2 separate regions of the Rattus norvegicus genome follow, and region 1 is linked to region 2. A link is a contact called in public Hi-C data. All regions are on one chromosome and are shown on one strand. The core of a region is the stretch at or near the end of the contact, and the rest is flanking DNA. Distances in the headings are between cores, read along the strand shown. Region 1 holds the start of Dpy19l3 (dpy-19 like C-mannosyltransferase 3). Region 2 holds the start of Rgs9bp (regulator of G protein signaling 9 binding protein).

The links. A called contact is a pair of places that touch in the nucleus more often than the background predicts.
Region 1: a contact with region 2 is called in a Hi-C map of liver, with 3 times the contacts expected there. The contact joins the promoter of Dpy19l3 here to the promoter of Rgs9bp in region 2. A contact is called at or near these places in 2 of 12 Hi-C or Micro-C datasets (kidney and liver).

The regions. Positions count from the first base shown.
Region 1 is chr1:97,552,742-97,555,980 of GRCr8, reverse strand. Dpy19l3 (dpy-19 like C-mannosyltransferase 3) reads left to right here and starts at 1,749. Exons shown (of 19, transcript NM_001135835.2): 1 at 1,749-1,940. It overlaps LOC134483099 (a long non-coding RNA gene), which reads right to left and starts at 1,760. Exons shown (of 2, transcript XR_010059996.1): 1 at 1,623-1,760.
Region 2 is chr1:97,385,651-97,389,148 of GRCr8, reverse strand. Rgs9bp (regulator of G protein signaling 9 binding protein) reads left to right here and starts at 2,110. Exons shown (of 1, transcript NM_001109142.1): 1 at 2,110-2,823. The coding sequence starts at 2,110. The coding sequence ends at 2,823. Ankrd27 (ankyrin repeat domain 27) reads right to left here and starts at 1,023. Exons shown (of 29, transcript NM_001271264.1): 1 at 918-1,023.

The DNA.
Region 1 (3,239 bases), core at 500-2,999, 170 kb before region 2:
TGGTCAGAGTGATTCCTGGGGGGGGGACACCTGTGGAGCTTACAACTGACAAGATCACAGAAGAGCAGGAAGGCATGGCATCTTTTATCCTATGTCTATCGATCGCTGTTTTGTCTGAATGTACATGTGCACCATATGCACGTCTGATGCCCACAGAAGAACTTGAGTTACAGATGGTTGTGAGCCGCCACGTGGGTTCTGGAACCAAACCTGGGTCTTTTTGCAGCCCTTAACTGTTGCGTCATCTCTGCAGCCCTAAGGAAGGATATCTTCACTGTAAATAAAGGTAAAACACCTTGAGATTTCCACCTGGGGGAAAATGAATGAGGCCCAAAGGTTAGGTACATTCAGGCCTTAATTCAGGCCCATTTTAACATAAGGTCCACGAGAGGAATATCATTTCTACGTTAGCAAACTTTGCAGCAAGTGTTCTGTGCTGGAATCCTTACCCGCAGCTGGCAAGAGGTGATTAATCTAGGTCTGCAATGGAATGGGAGAATCCCTTTTCCTTCCTCCATAATTTTCCTTGTCTTTCTATTCTGCTCCACTACAACTCACTGTCTTATTGTCTTGTGACAAGCCAGTACTCTCTCTGCATATAGCCCAGGCAAGAGTTGGACTTGTCAGCCTCCTGCCGCAGCCTCCCCAGCAGGACTACGGGAACATGACCTAAGACCTTAACTCTCAGACTTTACTCTTGGCAGTGCGCACCCACTTTCCATGAGAAGCACTACGACCAGATGACCTTATGACCGTTCTTGCCTCCAGTTATAGATATCAAGCAGCAGCTGAATACTGGCCCCCTAAGGGACACACACCTCACAGCAGTACATTTTCACCAAATCACTTTAAGGTGTGGGGTCTATCTAATAAGACATTCTAGTATTAACAGTTATTGGTATTAACAGGTGGCAACCAAAAGAGAAAAAAATCTATCGGGGGGGTTGGGGATTTAGCTCAGTGGTAGAGCGCTTGCCTAGGAAGCACAAGGCCCTGGGTTCGGTCCCCAGCTCCAAAAAAAAAGAACCAAAAAAAAAAAAAAATCTATCAGGGATAGGTAGCTAAGAAAGGCAGGGTGGACAGAGCAATTTTTGTTAGAATTAGATGACAGGCTGCCTTTTCATAGGTACTCATCTCAGACGGTGATCCACTACCAAAACTCTTATCTGGTTCACACCATTCTTTAGTCACAGAACTCAGGAGGCTGAAGCAGAGTTGAGGCCAAATTGGTCTACATGAAGAGTTTCAGGTCAGCCAGAACTACATAGTGAGACCCTATCTCAAAGACAGGAAAAGAGGCTGGCAAGCAACTGGTGAAGCATGTTAAGGAGAATTAACAATAAAGCCCAGAGCAGTACTACGGGGGTGGGGGATTGAGAGGCGTGACTTTGGAGACCCAAAAGTGTTCGCAAACAACTTCAAAAGCATGTATAAACTTGTCACTAAACAACGTCAAAAGCAAGTATAGCTGGATCTGGGGTCAGGAGGTAGAACCGGGAAGGTCCCCCAAGACTGTGTAACCTTTCCTCGGGGCACCAGGAACTCCAAAAACAGGAACATGCCAAGCTTAAGCTCTGCCTCAGAACCTACAACCCCCAACGGCACTCTAAGCGGAAGTGTACCTCTTCCTTCCGGTGTGCTCCGCACGAGACGGGGCGGGGCAGCGCGGGAGGCGGGGGCGGGGCCTTGCGTCGACGAACAGCTGCTGGAACCAATGAATGCAGCGGCAGCGGCCCGGCCTCCCCGGCGCGCCCCTTCCCGGGGCTGCAGACGCCCCCCAGGCCCATCCTTGCACCGCACCGCACATTGCCGGCGACAGCTGGGTCCTCCGGGTCTTCAACTCGCTGTAGCCCGTAAAGTGGGCGCGTCCCCAAGGCCTGGGTGCTTTGCGTGCTTCCTTGCCAATCCCGGGTAGCCCGCGAGGACTGCTGAGGCCGCAGGTCTGTGGCTGCGGGTCGGGCCGCGAGGTAACAGGACGCGCCGTATCTACCGGACACGTGGGCGGGGCGTGGGAGGGAGCGTCTCTGAGCGGGAGCTTGTGCCTCGAGGTCCCCCCGGCCGGCTGGCATCTGGCCCACTCGTGGACTCGCCAGGTGCGCAGGGGAGTGGCTCCAGGTGCGGGATAGTGGCGCGCGTCCTGGTCCATAGTCCAGGAATTGCCTTCCGGTCCCTTTGCTAAGGTCTGGCGGGGCTTTGCGTCCGGCTGGCCGAAGCAACTTTTTGTTTCCCAGTTGGTGAGGTTGTTGCCATCCAGACGCGAATCGTAATTAGTACCTGGCGTGTTTGTTAACTTTCTGCCTCAACAGGCTCAGGGTAGATGTAAGGTGGGCCCTGCATAGCCCTTACCCGCCGAGGGCTAGCAGGGTGTGATTCCCCAAGAGAGGTGAAGATTCCAGTGGTGGCTGCAAGACTTTGAAAAGACACCACCACCCCCCACCACCACCCCTGTTTCTTGTGCTTTTGAGCACACAGCATTTGAATCTGTGTTCCGTCTCAGCATTTTTGAATGAATGAATCTTAACAAAAGCATTGTGTGGTATTGGCTTCCTCTGTTGTATCGAGCAAGAGCCTTTCCGTTAGGTAAACAGACTTTGTGGTACCTCGAGTGCAGGTTGAATTAGCTGCCGCAAAGATCGCGTCTGGCTACTCCTCGATCTTTAATAGATAATTAGTAAAACGCTATTCATTAGTCAGAGGAACGAGGCAAGATGTTCCCGGGGGACTGAAGCCAGCTTACTCACCACCACCACACCCCCGCCTCCCTCTCACAGCTTCCAAACTAGGTAACTGCTCCTGCAGCTACACCCACAGTTGCTCCCCAGGGAGAGCAGCCACCCTGATTGGCACAACCCTGCGCTGTCTTTGACACCCAGGCATAAGGCTTAGCAGCGATTTTTTTCAAAGAGCACAGGCGCTAAAATTCAGGTATCAGAAACTATTTCAGTTCTTCAAAATCTGGCTGTCACAAGTTTCCTAGGAATCCCTCCCACGTGGTCAGTTCTGTGGGAGACTCAGACCCACTACTTTCTGTAGGAACTGTAGAAAATAGTGTAAAACTGTGTCACGCAACAAATCGCACGGTTAGTGTTACGGAATCCGGGAGGGAAAACATCACAAGGCGGAGAGCATCCAAGATGGCTTCTTGGAAGAAGTGCTGGGCTTCTTCGTGTGGCTCACCTGTATCCCTGCCTCCTAGCTGTGCCTGCTGGAGAACAGGCGCTTCATAAATGTGGTTGACT
Region 2 (3,498 bases), core at 861-3,360:
GCATCCAAGTTCTGAATGCAAATGGACAGCTGAGCTGACCAAAGTAAGTGGGGTTCAGGGCTCTAGACCCTGTCGGTTGACACCCCACCACAGCCTGCACTGGAGGACTCTCAAAACTCTAATATGTGCTTCTTTCACTCCGGGTCAATGGGAAGTTTACAATGGTCAATGAAAATAGGAGCATCTCTCCACAGACTGAAACAGAAACCCCAGTCACTAAGCACTACGTCTGTCCAGTCTCACCAGCCCTCTTACCCTGAGCCCCTTACTCCTAGTAAGTGTCAACTTGCTTCCACTGCCACCCTCCACTGAGTGTCCACCTCCCCTGCAGCTGAAGGAGAGGCTAGAGGGGTACCGCCCGGCGCGCGCGCATCTACGTAGTCCGTTTCCAACCAAGAAACTGAACAGACTCTGAGTGATTGAACGCCTCTGGGTACCTGAGTTTTCCATACCTACAGGACGAGAGGACCTCGCCACGTGTAAAGCAGGCAGGGAAACCCTCTCCACTTTCAGCCCCCGCGGAAACTTAATCAGCTGGCCTAGACCTGTGCACACAGCCTCCTCCCTCAGTATCCAGTTTGGCCACCGGAAAACCTTCCAGGCCACATGGCCTGGGTTCTGCCCACTGCCCCAAGTCCCAGCTCCGGGGGACTCGGGCCTGCCGTGGAGCCCCAGGAACAGATGCATCCCTCTGGACGCAGTGGACAACGTGCGCGCCACGCTGCGGACAGCAGAAGAACGGGAGAGCTAGGAGGCTTAGCCCGCAACGGGTCGGGGCGCGGGGGTGCCCAGCAGCCCAGCCTGGGGATCCAACTCAGCGCAGGGAGCCCCTCCCCCTTCCGCTCCCAGGCCCCGCCCGACCTCGGCGCCCCCAGAGAGTAGGGAGGCGGTGGAGGACACCCGCAGAATACACTTACTTAAGAGGCTACATAGTTTCACCTCTGTGCTACGACAGCACCTCTCGGATCCTGGGCTGGGACCTGAGTGCCCACCACCCGGGTGCGGTGGTTCCACTCTTCAGCTTACCTCTTTACTCCGCCGTTGGGCGGAACCCTGCTCCAGTCTGTCCAATAAGAGGTCATCTTAGCCGAGACTGACACGTAAACAGAGCAATCGTTAAGTCTAGTTCAGTCGGGGGTGGGGCCCAGGCGACTCCGCGCTTCCTACTCAGGCTAGCCCCGCCCAGAGTCAGGGAGTGCGCGTGCCCAGAATTCGAGAGGCGGGACCTAAGGAAGATCTGATATTAGGGGTGGGGTCCAAGCTGGGTCCCTGAAATGGTGTTGGACTGCGATGAAGAAAGAGAGTCCCATCTAAGTAACAATTCTACCAGGCCGATCGCCCTGTGCTGCTGGTGATGCAGACTGGAGGTGCCCAGTCTTCCGAGTCATCCTACTCTGTTGCCTACAGGGTCTCTTGGTCCTTTCCCTTCACTAGCATAGGCTCCGATAAGCTAAACCTTCTTTCTACCTAGTCTCACTTTTCCTAGTCTGCAAAGTAGTAAAAAACAAAACAAAACAAAACAACTTGGATTTGCATGGCGCTAAGGTTCCAGAATTATAATGGAAGGGAGAAGAGGAAAAGCTACACTTGACCTCTCTGGACTGGGCCCCGCCTACCCCTGGTCCAGGGATGTTGGGGGAGGCGGGGGGGGCGGGGGGCGGGGGGGCGGGGGGGCGAGAGGGCGGGAGGGAGGAAGCTCTCGGCCTAGACAGGCGGCTGGAGGCGTGTCCTAGAAAACGATCCTGCTGCCCTTGGCCAGGGCTAAGGCGCGCGGCTCAGCTTGAAGACTTGGGGTCGATCAGGATGGGGTCTGCACTCTGGGTTTCTCAGGGAGCCGCCGTGAAAAAGAAAGTTATGCAAAGACCCTACGCGTGACTCGGAGCGCGTCTAGGGAAAATGGAGGAGCGTTTGGGGAGCAGCTAACCAGACTACCTCTGTCTGTGGGAACGACAGAGGTGCATGTCGAGGGTCTCTGGAGAGCTCCGTTGAGAGCAGCGGCGAGGACATGAGGAGCATTCAGTCCGCTCTGCCCAAGATTGGCATCAGGGCTGGAGGCGACCTGCGACGTTGAGGGGTGCAAGTGGGGCACCACCGCCGGAGGGCAGCGCCATGGCCAGAGAGGAGTGCAAGGCGCTGCTGGACGCGCTCAATAAGACCACAGCGTGCTACCATCACTTAGTGCTTACTGTGGGCGGCTCCGCGGACACACAGGACCTACGCGAAGAACTGCAGAAGACCCGCCAGAAGGCGCGGGAGCTGGCCATGGCCACCGGCTCCCGGTTGACCGTCGCACTCCGCGACCGGAGCTTAGCTACCGAGGAGCGCGCGGAGTTTGAGCGTCTCTGGGTGGCCTTTTCGGGCTGCCTGGACCTGCTCGAAGCCGACATGCAGCGCGCACTGGCGCTGGGAGCCGCCTTCCCGCTGCACGCGCCGCGCCGGCCACTTGTTCGCACTGGGGTGGCCGGCGGCTCCTCTGCTGTAGCCGCGCGCGCCCTGAGCGCCCGCAGCCTGCGGCACGAAGCCGAGAGCGACTTCGACGTCGCCGATCTGCCCCAGTTGGAGCGCGAAGTCCTCCAGGTGGGCGAGATGATCGACAACATGGAAATGAAAGTCAACGTGCCCCGCTGGACTGTACAGGCGCGACAATCGGCGGGCGCCGAACTCCTGTCCGGTGCCAGTGCCGGAGCGTCCTCCGCGGGTGGCATTTCTGTAGAGGAGCGCGCGGGACCCTGCGACCCCAGCAGGGCCCTGGCTGCCACCGTTTTCAGCGCCGTGCTGCTGGTGGCTGTGGCCCTCGCCTTATGTGTGGCAAAGCTGAGCTGACTGATATCCAACGACCGTCCGCTGCCCCTTCTCTTTCCAGGGCATGGGCTTGGGGTTTGAACCGTTAAGGAGAGAGGTAGTGAGCCCGGATGTGTGCGTGTGAACATGATCCTCTCAAGGCCCACCTCTGCCTGGGCAAAACATATTTTGGTTTTGTTTTGTTTTGTTTTGTTTTGTTTTGTTTTGTTTTTAACATGCTGGCCCAAGAGGAGTTAACAGCACAGGGCGGTCAGGCCATTACCTCTAATGCCTGTAGGAGCTTTACCTCCTATTAATAGAAATCGGTCCACAGTGACCTCTGATCCCTTTGGGTTTGATGGGTTAACACATATGTCCCAGGTTTGGTGCCCTCACACTGGTTGGGAGCTCTCATTCTGCTTTAGACGAGGCAATTTGGTAAAGGTGTGGGGGGTTGTATAAAGCATGGTGGGGGGGGCATTTTGTTCCCTAGACAAGAAAGCAACTGTAGTAAGATGTGCGTGGGTACCTTAATCCTTCGGGGCCTAGGCTTTGGAAGAGTGTACTGAGAGAGGTTCATGCAAAGTGCTTTCTCTGTGGTACACTATTGCGCTTGGCAGAGATTGCCTATTAGTCACCAGGAACTGCAGCTCTGAGAGGCTTTGTGTCGTGACCCCATTTAGGGTCACAACCAAAAAGGTTGCTTCAATTCGATGT